Regions from separate parts of the Mus musculus genome. Here all the other regions are linked to region 3. A link is a contact called in public Hi-C data. All regions are on one chromosome and are shown on one strand. Each heading gives the region's core, a stretch centred on a gene start, on an enhancer-like site or on the middle of the called end of the contact. The rest is flanking DNA. Distances are from core to core; before and after follow the strand shown.

What was found. Hi-C and Micro-C count contacts between places; a contact is called where the count stands out from the background.
Region 1: a contact with region 3 is called in a Hi-C map of muscle stem cells, with 1.9 times the contacts expected there. The contact joins two enhancer-like sites. A contact is called at or near these places in 3 of 39 promoter capture datasets (the C10 cell line, embryonic stem cells and pre-B cells), 4 of 484 Hi-C or Micro-C datasets (macrophages, muscle stem cells, myocytes and 1 more), 1 of 115 datasets of contacts at active chromatin or transcription factors (embryonic stem cells) and 2 of 9 other capture datasets (adipose tissue and liver).
Region 2: a contact with region 3 is called in a Hi-C map of muscle stem cells, with 4 times the contacts expected there. The contact joins the promoter of Dars here to the enhancer-like site in region 3. A contact is called at or near these places in 1 of 39 promoter capture datasets (pre-B cells), 6 of 484 Hi-C or Micro-C datasets (the C2C12 cell line, muscle stem cells, myeloid progenitors and 2 more), 4 of 115 datasets of contacts at active chromatin or transcription factors (the SCID.adh cell line, embryonic stem cells and large pre-B cells) and 1 of 9 other capture datasets (liver).

The regions. Positions count from the first base shown.
Region 1 is chr1:128,397,609-128,401,735 of GRCm38.p6, reverse strand. All of the region lies in intron 4 of Dars (aspartyl-tRNA synthetase), which reads left to right. Among named protein-coding and RNA genes, the nearest start is that of Dars, 18 kb to the left of the region's middle. Within about 2 kb of position 2,530, at least 103 of the 459 cell types and tissues checked have an H3K27ac peak or open chromatin away from gene starts, as enhancers often do. A contact at or near this core is called in muscle stem cells, where this site is marked.
Region 2 is chr1:128,414,957-128,419,713 of GRCm38.p6, reverse strand. Dars (aspartyl-tRNA synthetase) reads left to right here and starts at 2,298. Exons shown (of 16, transcript NM_177445.5): 1 at 2,298-2,562; 2 at 4,303-4,360. The coding sequence starts at 2,497.
Region 3 is chr1:128,506,172-128,510,346 of GRCm38.p6, reverse strand. No RefSeq gene overlaps it. Among named protein-coding and RNA genes, the nearest start is that of Gm23902, 18 kb to the right of the region's middle. Within about 2 kb of position 1,331, at least 8 of the 459 cell types and tissues checked have an H3K27ac peak or open chromatin away from gene starts, as enhancers often do. A contact at or near this core is called in the C2C12 cell line, the SCID.adh cell line and muscle stem cells, where this site is marked.

The DNA.
Region 1 (4,127 bases), core at 1,281-3,780, 110 kb after region 3:
CTGCCTCTGCCTCCCAAGTGCAGGGAATCAAAGGCGTGCGCCACCACTGCCCGGCCTTTAATGGCTCATTTGTAAAGGGCAAGAATACGACTTTTTAAAGGTAGGTTGAACAGTTTTACAAATGTTGGGTGGTTAGTAAATACATAGTTAAGTATGGCACTTTACTTTGAGAAAAATATCTGTAATTTGCTTGTGAAAGAAATGTAGCTTCTGTTGTTGTGAAGTCCTGTGGAAGCTGCCTGGAATTGGAGGGAAGGTGGGACATCAAGTGCACATGGGCATAGCTAATAACATTGGCCTCGTGTTTCTCATTGGTGTTGCCTAACTCAGATACTGTTGGCATTGTTCTTAAACAAGTGTTACATCTTCTTGAAAAACATCTTCCCTGTTTGCTAACTACTCCTGTGTGGGAATAAGGAAAATAACAGGAGTGGAAGATGGCTTCAGAGTTTAGGGAACTCAGTAGAAATAACTCTACTGTTCTCTTAGACCCTTCCCTCAAGGCTCCCCATCATCCTGCTCCTCACCCAGAACTCCCTCATCTCTGTTCCTTTCTCTTCCCCTTGACGGGCAATGTCTGTAAGTTCCTTGTTCTACAGACTCCTGGTGCTTTTCTCACACCCAGACTGAGGCCATTGTGTGGGATCGTGACCTGATCTGCCACTCAGTTGCTATATATTCTGCCTGACAGTGGGGGTTAAGATTGAAGACTTACAGCCTTTAGATACTTTCATTAGTTAGCAGAATTCTTGAGGATATTTGCTTTTTATCCTCTCATTTATAAGTATAATTACCCAAGAAATATTTGGAAAACAGTGAGTTCCATAAAATATGCAGTGGCCTCCTATTAAGATCAAAACAACACATGACCAGCTTCTAAACCAGTTCTGGGTGTTGTGCTTAAATACAGTGAAAAGCTTACTTATGTTTTTAGCTGACGTTAAAAATTTGAGGACCAATGAAGCATGAAGTGATTGAAAAGAATATTTTGTAGCACATTGTTTGGGGGAAGCCAGCTGCTTAGGGAGTGGGCCAGCTAACAGTGCTGCCAGAATCTGGTTTAGAAAATAATACCCGCAGAAATGAAGAAAAGGCTGCTTTTAACCCTCATTTAGTGTTTACTTCTTTCCTGGGTCAGTTTTACATATGAAATACTTGTGGCTGATTTTACTGCAGAGGGAGGACCTGAACTCTGTTGGCTCTCTAGGTGTTTCCATTTTGAAGATTGCAACCCAAGGACACTGGACAATAAAACAGTGAACTTACTCTACAAAGTGGGGGGGAGAATGGTATTTATATGTTAATTCCATACAGCCCTATGTTTAACCCTATTCCCATTGGTCTTTTACCAGGTGGAGAAAAGCTAGGACTCCACTATTAAAAATACCAAATCAGATAGTTCCAGCTGGGGTTTCCTAATCACTTAAAAGGCAAAAATCAAGGTCACTTTTAATATCTTAAGTAGATAATGATCTTAGCATTTACTTTAGATATTAAATCTGAGTCCTTATTGACTAAACTGTATTGCTAATTTTGAGCTTTTGAAATTTTTTTCCTTGAAAAGAAACATTGGAATTTAATGTGGAGGGAAATGTGTCCTGGGATCGTCCAGTTTATCAATATTCTCACCCAAAAGTTGGCTCACTAATTAGATTCAGTGCCATAGGACGCTTGAGCAGATCATTTTAATCAATCTGTTAGATCAATTTTCTTGTGACTGAATGAGCAGAAAAATGAAGCAGCTGAATGAATTACACAGGGAGGTTGGCACATCCGCCTCCATAGGGATTTTAAGGCCAGAATCTTAATTGTGTGTCTGAAATGGTTGACGGTCTTTCTGAAAATGGAATTTCTCGGGAAGCAGAGGGCTGAGCTTTTGACCTCACTTTACATTGTCACCTGATTCTTTAAAGAGCTGAGCAAGAAGTCGGACTTTTTTTCTTTTGAAAAAAGTTTTTAATTCATTATCATTTGTGTGAGTTACAATTAAGTCTTATAAAGGCAGTTTTTTGGATTTGTTTGTTTTTATTTTGGTAAGGTGCTCTGGAAGCCTTTCAGTATCGAGTATTAATAGCGGACAACAGTTAATATAAATGCAAGTTTTTGAGGCTTAAGGCTGATTTTGTAGCAGCAGCTTTAAAGAGCTGTAACTAATATGGATAGTAATTTCAATGTTTGTTTTGTTAGAGACAGTCTCTCACCTTGTACCCTGGCTGGCCTGGAACTTGCTGTATAGACAAGTTTGACTTGGAACTCACAGAGTTCTCCTGGCCTCTGCTTCAGTAGTTTTTAAAATTAAGAATTACGTATTATTCTTCATCCTCACTCTACCTCAACATCAGGCTGTTTTGACTCTGAAAACAAAGTTTATTCTGTACATAAATATATGTGCTTGGCTTTATTTTTCTTTGTATTAGTCATTGTGGTTAAATGATTTACTGATAGCAGCTGAGTCACAAGTACATTCCTCATTCTCTAGTGAGTCACCTAGCTACATACTAGTTTTGTTTACTTTCCTTCCTTTGAGATATTTCTCCTAAAATAGATATTTCACTGGTTGGTAGGTATAAACATTCTGATTTACTACATTGTAACTATTAGAGCTGTGAAATAGAAAGACTATTACTCAGAAGTCTCACTGACTTAGAAAACTTATTTATTAACATCTGTACTGGTCCGGGCACTTGGCCAAACTTGGGTCAACAAGGGGAAAAAGATTAAAAACTATGGAAACATATTAGTTTGCTGGTAAGAGTAAATACTTACCTAGAGTTGAGACCCAAAGAAGCCAATTATCCACTTGGATAAGTTGGTAGCTTAGGCTAAGCCTTTGCATTGTTATTCATTACTGCTCCTTGAACCTACGTGCTTTGACTCTTTGTTGGAACAAGTTGCTATCTGTTAGGGAAGAAATGACTATGTAGCTCTGTCCTGAAATTTTGGATAAAGGTATGCTTTAAAAATTAGTCTAGGGAGCTGGGCAGTGATGGCGCACGCCTTTAATCCCAGCACTTGGGAAGCTGAGGCAGGCGGATTTCTGAGTTCGAGGCTAGCCTGGTCTACAGAGTGAGTTCCAGGACAGCCAGGGATCCACAGAGAAACCCTGTCTCGAAAAACAAAAAAACAAAACAACAACAACAAAAAATTAATCTAGGAAGCCTGGAGAGATAATTCAACAATTAAGGGAGCGAATTATTCTTACAGAGAACTGGATCTGATTATCAGCTGCATAGCAGCTCATAACTGTTTATAGCCCCAGTTGCAGGGGATTTGACATCCTCTTCTGGCACCTGTAAGCACTGTGCACATATGGTGTGAAGGCAAAACAGCCATGTACAAATGTATAAGTAATTTTTAAAAAAACTTAAGTCTAAGACTGGGAAGATTTCTCAGTGGGTAAAGCATTTGCCATATCATTTAAGCTTATGGACCTGATTTTGAATCACCCATGTAAATAATGAACACAGGATCCTACAGGTCTGTAATCCCAGTACTTGTACAGGGATATAGAAGAGTAAAGACAGGAGACTTCCTGGAAGCTCTGGCTGGCTAGCCTGGCATACAAAGCAGGAAAATGATAAGAAGACCCTGTCTCAAACAAACTAGAAGGCAAGGATTGGCACTGTAAGTTATTCTCTGACCTTAGGAGCTCCATACACACATAAGATTAAGTCTGAAATCTGATGTCAGAAATTCCCAGCTAGTTTATGGCATTAAATCACCTAGCTTAAATATAATTAATGACTTATTATTTCATACAAAGATTCTGCTGAGCTCTGCTGAAGTTGACAACATTAGGGCATCAAACTATATCAGTGCTATTGAAGAAGGTAATAAGATTCCTGAACATTGGAAAACTCTTAGCAGGTGGCCCATTACTTGGCGTGTCACAAAGCTTTAGAGAAACATTGTAGCCCATAGGGTCTTAAGAATGAAAGTGTAGCCAGACGTGGTGGCACACATGCCTTTAATCCCAGCACTTGGGAGGCAGAGGCAGGAGGATTTCTGAGTTTGAGGACAGCCTGGTCTACAAAGTGAGTTCCAGGACAGCCAGGGATACACAGAGAAACCCTGTCTGGGGGCGGGGGGTGGGGTGGGGGGGGTCTCCAAAAAAGAATGAAAGTGTA
Region 2 (4,757 bases), core at 1,049-3,548, 92 kb after region 3:
CCCAAGCCCCACTAAATCTCTTGAGTGAGGTCTGTTGCATGTGTGACTTTATGGCATTCCTTGGCCCCAATCTGCCAAGATGCTCTTCTGCTGAGAAACCCCAACTACTGACACTTGGGAGACCTCAGGAGTATAGCGTGTGTCCATTGATGTAGCTAGCAAATGCTTTTCTTCTGTTAGGTGAGAAAGCAAGAGCACATATTGTTAGAAATAAGTTCAGGAACACAGAGAAAGACATGACCAGTCCAACCGAAGTATCTGGACAAGGCAAACTTGACTCTTGATCAAAGGGTATCCTCTGAAGAGCAAACATCCCAACACAGGAAGTACATTTGGTTTTTATTTTACCTCAGCTGTGTCTTTTCCCCATTGGCTGGGGTCCGACCTCACAGTCTTATTCAGTTGGCTAGTCTGCAAAGAACTGGTGCACAGGAAATGGAAGAAGCAGGAAGGGGTCACTGCTCCAAGGAGAAAAGGGTCACTGTTCCAGGCCATTGAATTCCTAGTCTAGAGCATGGAGCCTTTGTGTAAACAAAGGTTTTACTGGGTAGGGAACTAAAGCATTTTCATAAGTCTTGTAAGGAAAGGGAGATAAACAGATTTGAATTCCTGGTTTTAAACACAAGTTTTACAGTATTCGATAGAAAAAGTCATAGTTGATATTTCTTACACATATTTACATCGTTACTCCAAAGTTATGACCTAAATAAGAATATTCTATCAAAGCAAAGGAGCACAGTAAGACATATGCAGGAAAACAACAAGAAACAAACAAACAAAAGGAGTCTTGTGGACACACTGAAATATGACAATTCCACCCTACCAAATGACAATAGAATTTATATGTTGCCTTCTGTCGATCAGGGCATACATTAGTACTAAGGCTAAGAGAATAAATACTTCTTTTAGAAATGGAGCCAATTCAGATGCTTTCTGCATTGGAATCCCTTGACTATAATGGAATGTGCTATTGACCATAAGTATTCACTATCATTCCCTAAGGAATGAATACATTCTTCTGTTTTGAGCAAACAGTAGCAGATTAAGATGTGTCTCTTCTCGGCAGTCAGCCTGCGTCAAGTAGAAAGATCAGCTCAGGATCCTGGCCAGAACCATCAGTAATCATTTTATTGCCAATGGTTTATATAACGCTTAGCACAAAGCACATATTTATAACCACTGATGAGTTAATTGAACCATATTTTCCCCCACCTATAACTACATAGTAAACTACACTTCTGGAGCCACCATATCTATCTTACCTGGATTCCAGATCTAAGTAAAATCTTACCTGGATTCCAGATCTAAGTAAAGTTATTCCCAGAGAGCTTTCATTTGAGGGGATAAGGTAGGGTTGGGGAGGAGGGTCCAATTGTATCCTGTTAACAAGTATTGACCATGACATTTTATGTCAAGATAAGACACTACAGACAGCTAAAATGTGACAAAGACGGCTAAAGCTTGTGTCCAGCACCGGAAGTAGTATGTAATCAAGTCTTCAAATTTCATCCCAACAAACTTTTCCTTCTTGGTTGTTGTTTTAAGATAGAGTCTCACTACGCAAACAAGGCTGGCCTCTGCTTCCTGAGTGCTGTTAACTGCAGGCCCGAATTACCAAAGCCCACATTCAATAAAAACGACAGCATTTTTCAAAAGTCTAATTTAGGGAAGATTCACCCATTAGACAACCAACACTATACTATGCATTGCCTTTCACAACACAACAAGTCAAGGAAAACCTGTAGGCTATTGCTTTTAAAACAGTACTCCATCCTGCCTTAGGAGCCTACCTGCCTACCTCTAACACAGCATCCTGCCTTCCCACACAGAGCAGGTTGCCCAGAGACCTCCTCTGACCCAAGAGACAGGCTTCCACAGGGCAGTGAAGGCATCAATTCCAAAAGCGGAGATCCCAGCTGGCAGGACGCGAGACAAGCTGTCTGCCAGGGAGGGTGAAACAATGATACTCACCCCACCCCCAACTCCCTGTCTCTAAATATACAAGTAAGCAAGCTCGTGGTGTTTCACACTCTTAATCCCAGCACTCAGGGAGCAGAGGCAGGAGGATCCTCGTGAGTTCCAGGCCAGACAGCATTACACAGACCCTGTCTTTAAAATAATTAGAATTAAATTTAAAAAGAGGGACTCTGGGAGCAAGGGGAAGACAATTAACTGGAATGAAGTTAGACCAAGAGGGTAGGTATGTCAAGAGGCTCTGCAGGGAAGATTCCTCGGAGCCTATCCTGCGAGACCACACCCACTTCTGGGCCACGCCCCATGACTCCCGTGGGCGGGGCAGAGGGAGGAGCTGGCGGCGGCGCGCGAGAGCTCGCTGTGGCTCTCGCGATATTTCCGAAGCCAAGGTTCCACGCGGAGACTGGGGGCTTAGAACCCGGGCTGGGAGGGCGAGACTGTGCGGGAGGGAGCCGCTTCTTAGCCTGTCCTACGGAAGCCTGCGAGGGAGGGTGGTATCCACTCCCCAAATCCAGTGTCCTGATGCCCAGCACCAACGCCAGCCGTAAGGGTCAGGAGAAGCCGCGGGAGATCGTGGACGCGGCGGAAGTGGGTTTCCTCCTTTCCCCCCGGGTCGGGGAGTGCGCTGAGGGAGGGAGTGGGGCGATCCGGGCGCCGCTTCCGTAGCTCCCGTCAGCGCTTTACTCGCAGGCCGCGGCGTGGGGTGTCGCGTCGCAGGCCAGTGCTCCCGAGGACCCCAGGGGCCGTGCCTGGGCTCGCGGCCTCAACTACTCGGGACTGTTAACTCTTGGGACCGTGGCCTGGAAGAACCGTGTTCCTGGGGGTGGGGGGACAGGCAAACGTGGGCGCTCGCGGAACCGGAAGTAGCTGCGGCGAGGTTCACTCGAGCCTTCCTAGGTTAGCACGTCCTGCACGGAACACACCAGCCCAGTCCCCGGACATTTCTGATAAAGCACCACTAATCGATACCCTCAGCCCTCATAATGTTCTGGCCAGTAAAGACAGCCCTTTGCAGCACGAGCTGCCAGTGTATTTAATGACTTTTCCTTGTGACAGCTGCCAACACGTGTTATCTTGGTTTCCTTTCTCAGTGACTCTGTGAGGTAGGGTAGTGCAATTCCCAGAGATAACCCTCAGTGATCCATAGCACTTTGCAGAAGTCAAGGTTTGAAATCCTCTAAGTTAGGTGTTTGTAGTAATACTTAAGTCTTAATCTTTTCCTGGCTCCTAATTTTTTGGTGGAGGAATTCAGCATTTGCTAACTACATCATAACTCAGAATAATAAGTTACTATTTAGTTCTGCTGAAATGTGAGTACTAAATAGAAACAATAACACTTTTTTTTCTTATTTTCACCCCCCTTTGGTTCAAATGCACCACCTATTTATGGCACATACCATTATGTGACAGTTCTCTCATATTGAAGAAACAATTTCAACAAGAGAATGTAGAAGAACAGAAACTGTTTCAGACATCTTTCAAAACTACCTTGTTAAAAAAAAATTTAAGGAAATTATTTTTGTGTGTTAGTGTGTCTAATTGTATAAATTATCAACACACCATTGTAAGTAGTATAGGTATAAGATACAGTATATGGTAGACATTATAATAGAGTTCTATAAATAAATGGAAGGAACTTAAGAACATTGTAGAGGTAAGGTAAGATAAAATGAAAGACTACGTAACTGTTTAATAAGTGTAGTTTATAGCCTGAACTTCAGCTCCTCTTCCTAACTTACTCCATGAAATTTGATAATATTGCCATTCTCAAACTATGTAACCTGTTATTAGTTGTAGAAATAGGAGGCAGGTGAATTTTCTGGTCGTGTTTTACAAAAGGAAAGTTGTAGTTAGCGTGTATCAAACAGCTCCGATTTCTAACAAGTGAACATCTGGTGCTCAGAAACCTTACCCAAAGCGTTGGTTCTCTTTGAACACCTCTTCCTGTGATAGGAAGTTAATAAAACTGTAGGACTTCATCTTACTCCCTTCACAGGGCAAATTTATATCTCTTCTTTGAAGTAGATTAATCTCCCTTGGAATAAGGTAGTTAAGAAGCATTCTATGCATGTGTAAGTTATACCTGGGAGTACTATTATGCATGATATATCTATGCACATATGTAAATATAATAAATATATAACCAGAAACTGGGTGCTTTTTTTCTTTGTAGTAAGCACATACATAAGTGAACAAATTTCCATATTTAAAATGGCTGAGTTTAAAAGTGTACTTTTGGAAATTAATACAAATTTATTTGTAGTTCTAGGTACTTGTATTTATGTATTTAAATTAAAAGTCATTTTACCAAAAAATTTTTTTCCCTAGGATTATGCTAAAGAGAGATATGGGATATCTTCTATGATACAATCACAAGAAAAGCCAGGTTAGTATTTTCCTTGTAATTCTAGAATACTTCATGAAGTTTAAAATAGGGTTGACTAAAGGTTTATGGATGTTAACACACTCTGTAAATATTATCAGCCTGTAGGTCTTAATCTGGAAAAGAATATGTTTGTTTGTTTGTTTGTTTGTTTGTTTGAGGCAGAGTCTTGTGAATTAGAATTACCCAGGCTGGTCTTGAACTCTGTGTGGCAGAGAGTGACTTTTAACTGCTGACTTCCCCTCTACCCCTCTGAGTGCTGATTTATAACTAGCATGTACCACCAATCCAATCAGTTCTAATTTTTAAATTTTTGGTTTGTTTGTTGAAACTGGATTTCTTTGTAGTCCTGGCTGTCCTGGAATTCACTTTGTAGACCAAGCTGGTCTCAAACTCAAAG
Region 3 (4,175 bases), core at 82-2,581:
CTGCTCTCCATAAAGGTGACTCACCTAAAGCCCCTGTGCTTCTCTTAATCTAACCTTCCCACTACAGACTCTCATTCAGTCCCTGTTGAAATCTCTCGGGAAGAGAGTAGTTAACCTGACTCATCTTTGTCTCTGGAGCCACAACTCGGGACATCCATCACTTAGAATATCTTATCAATCAGTTATGCTTGAAGGAACATGAAGCCCAGTCGTGCCGAGCAGCCTCTTCCACAGGACTGTACAAGGGATAAAGTGCTCAGGCATGGAGACACTGGGTCTAAGACCCTGGAATAACTCTAAACATCATACCTGTTTTCTCACCAACTTAATCTGCTTCTAATACTTGTTGTACATATGTATGTACATGTGTGTGTGCATACTCATGTATAGGGGTGCATGTATGTGTATAGGATACACACACACACAGTGTGAAGGCCCAAGGACCACCTCAGATGTGGTTCCAGAGGAATTCTGTACCTAGTTTTTTGAGTCAGAGCTTCTTACTAGCCTAGAACTCATGGACATGGTTGTGTTGGTAGCCAATGAGCCTCCCCTTTTCTACCTCCCTAGCATGGGGGATTATAAGCATGCACCAACATGCCAGCTTTAAAAACAAAACAAAATCGCATACATTCACTTATCTATGTATATTTATTTATTTTGTGTGGGTGTACATGTGTGTGCCACAGTACATGTCTAGAAGTCAGAGAACAGCAGGCAGGAGTTGGGTTCTCTTCTGTCACCAGGCGAGCCCCAAGGATCACCTAAGTATAGGCTTGGTTGCAGCCACCTTTACAGACTCAGCACCACCAGCCCAATCTTGGCCTTTTTAAAACATAAGTTCCAGGGATCAAACTCAAGCTGTCACGCTTGTAATATGAATATGTTGTCTTCATAGGCCTTTGCTATGAGTTTTTATAATATTTGTCTTCTTACATAAACTGGGAGTGTTCACATGAATAAAAGACAAGATATCGACATGCCTAGCTTTGGTTACTCCTAGGACAAAAGAGAATGGGTAAGGGAAGAGGGCAGAAGAAGAAAAACACAAAGCAAGAGAAGGATGCGTTTGACAGACTCAGACAGGTGCTGTGAGAAAGACTTGGCACTTTAGCAAGAGAGGAAAGCAGAAAACACAGCTTGAGAGGATTGAGGTCCAAGCCAGCTCACATCTCAGGCCTGGACCAATGGAAAACAGAGAGTGCTTCATGGAAGACAGAGGTTTTAATGGGTGACAAAGGCTACCCTAATCCAACAGGCTCCTGTGACTCAGCTCTGCCCTGTGGAAAACATCCCATGCCTCCAACCACACTGGGTCACTGGGTTCTTCTCACAGGAGTGCCATGTCTCTTCCTTGACACCAGAGTGTGGTGCATTGTTACTGAATAGCTCATCTGAGTAGCCTAAGCTAACTCCACTTACACTAGAGCCAAAGAAGACTCCAACTGACCACAGTAAATAAAGCAAGCAATTATAAGACTCAGCCCAGTGTGCCCAAAAGCACAAAGTGAAACAGGAAACATTTGTGCCCTGTGACAGAAGTTTCTCGCAACTGTTTGCTGGGCCAAAACCTTGGCTTTCATTCCTCTCTTGATTTTTAAAGCTGGCCTTTGAATACTACCTGGTAGATAGTTGGTTCTTTTGATGTTTAATGCATTTATGAAAAAGATGAGTTATCTCATTTTCCGCAAAGGTGGCCAAGCCTGTTCTGTATGGAAAGAAGCATATGTGACCATGCGAGAGTGAAAGCTGTTTTTTCTTTGAAGGTTCAAAGTTAATATGTCAATTAAGTTTCAAGGAACTGTGCATCAGACCTTGAAATGTGGAAGCTAGGTTAGGAAGCTCAAAGCGCAGGGTTAGACAGTCACTATTAGGAAAATAAATGAATCTGAAATACTGGTCATAGCGGAGAACTTTTTCTTCTCTGTTTTGGTCCTGGTGTATATGTGTTTGTGTGAGTGTGCACATGGGTGTGTGTGGAAGCCAAAGGTCAATAAAGAACATTTTCCTCTATCATTCTCTACCTTATTTCCTGAGATGAGAGCCCCACCCATCCAGAAACATTAGCTGACTTTCAAGTGTCCAGGGGTCCTCCTGTCTCTGCCTCCTGAGTGCTGGGGTTATAGGTTCACAGTTCCAAGGTTGGCTTTTGCATGTGTGCTGGAGATTTGGACTGAGATTCCCATGCTCAGCTGGCAGGCACTTCACCAGCCGAGCTGTCTCTCCAGAAGACTTTTTATGTTTTCATTGTTGCCTCCAATGATCTACCTTGGCCTTCTTACTGCAGGAAAACTTAAAAGGAACTTTTTTGATCATGTCTGCCAAAGCAAGGCCACCTAAAAATTATGTTTGATTATGTAGATAGGTTGGAATATAAGCACAAATCCCAGTGCTGTGGAGGTGGGGACAGGTGGATTTCTGGGGCTCAATGGCCTGTGAGTGGCGCCTACTTGGCAAGTTTCAGAGCAGTGATAGATGAAGCTGGACAGTGTTCCTAAGCCTAATGCCCAAGGCTGTCCTCCAGCCTCTACTCACACACACACACACACACACACACACACACACACACATATACACACACACACATACACATACACATACACACACACACATACACACACACATATACACACACATACACACACACATACACACACATATACACACACATACACACACACATACACACACATATACACACACACACATATACACACACACACACACATACACACACACACATATACACACACACATATACACACACACACATACACACACACACATATACACACACACATATACACACACACACACATATACACACACACACATACACACACATACACACACACATATACACACACATACACACACAGAGGAACACACACAGAGGAACACATACACACACAGAGGAACACACACAGAGGAACACATATATATACACACACAGAGGAACACGTACTCACACATTAATAATAAAGATGAAAATGAGATACATGACCATATTTTTTAAAAAGCATAGCTAACAAGCAAAGCCCATCAAAAAAATTAAAGAGTCTTTTACTGTTTTCTCTATCATCATATTGCTTTTTCCACGGGCTTCCGTTTCGGGCATCTGTAATTCTTGATATTTTTATTTTTAAAACTTATTTTTGCTCAGAGGCACTATCCCTTCGTGAGTCTATCTGAATCAGGAAGTCAGGCCCCTTCAGGAAAGCATGGTCCAGTCTGTGGTAGGCAGAACTTCCTTATCATGAGGGCATGCCCCTGCCCAGACATTACAAAGAAATGTTAGAGGTTTCTTTATTCTAGACCATCCCTGCTGACTACAAGAGGAAAGGATATGAAGACAAACCCAGAAGGAGTTCCCTATTTGGAGCTAGAATTCATCAGATTACTGGGCTAACCAGCTTTTTTTTTTTTTTCCCAAAAAAAAAGTTCAAAGGAAAAAAAACAGGTTAAGAAGGGGATTGTTTTATGTCAAGAATTGCAAACACCTAGACAAGACTGGGGAGGAGATACTTGCCATGCCAAGTGTGAGAACCAGAGGGCAGATCCTCAGCACCCTCACCACTGAAAGGCCATGCAGTGCAGTCCCAGCAGCTGCAGGCTACCCCAGCCTTTGGCAAGCAGAGACAAAGCATCCCCAGGGCAAGCAGGCTGGCCAGACTAGCCAATCAGAGAGCTCAGAATTCACCTCAGAAACCCAGCCTCAGAGAATAGACAGCAACAAAGAAAGATACCATCAACAAAGCTGGGTCTCTATATGTCTGTATACAACTACATTCACACCTGTTCACACATACTTAAGTCCATATACATGTGAACAGGAATATACACACATACATCGTGCACACATACATGTGCAAAAACAAAACAAAACAACCTGAAAATTTTAGATAGAGCTGGGGAAATGGCTCAGTTTGTGAAATGAGTTCCACACAAGCAAGAAGACCTAAGTTTGAGCCCCAGAACCCAGGTGGCGGAAGGGAGAAGGGAGGCACCAACTCCTGAAGTTTGTCCTCTGACGTCCATCATTACCCTAGGGAACATGACTGCCCATACTAGTTCAATGTCTTTGTTCTAATGAAGTTCCCTTACAAAGGCAACTTAAGGAAGAGAGGAGCTTATTTCACCATGCAGCTCCAGACCAGCTCGATAGGGAAACCAAG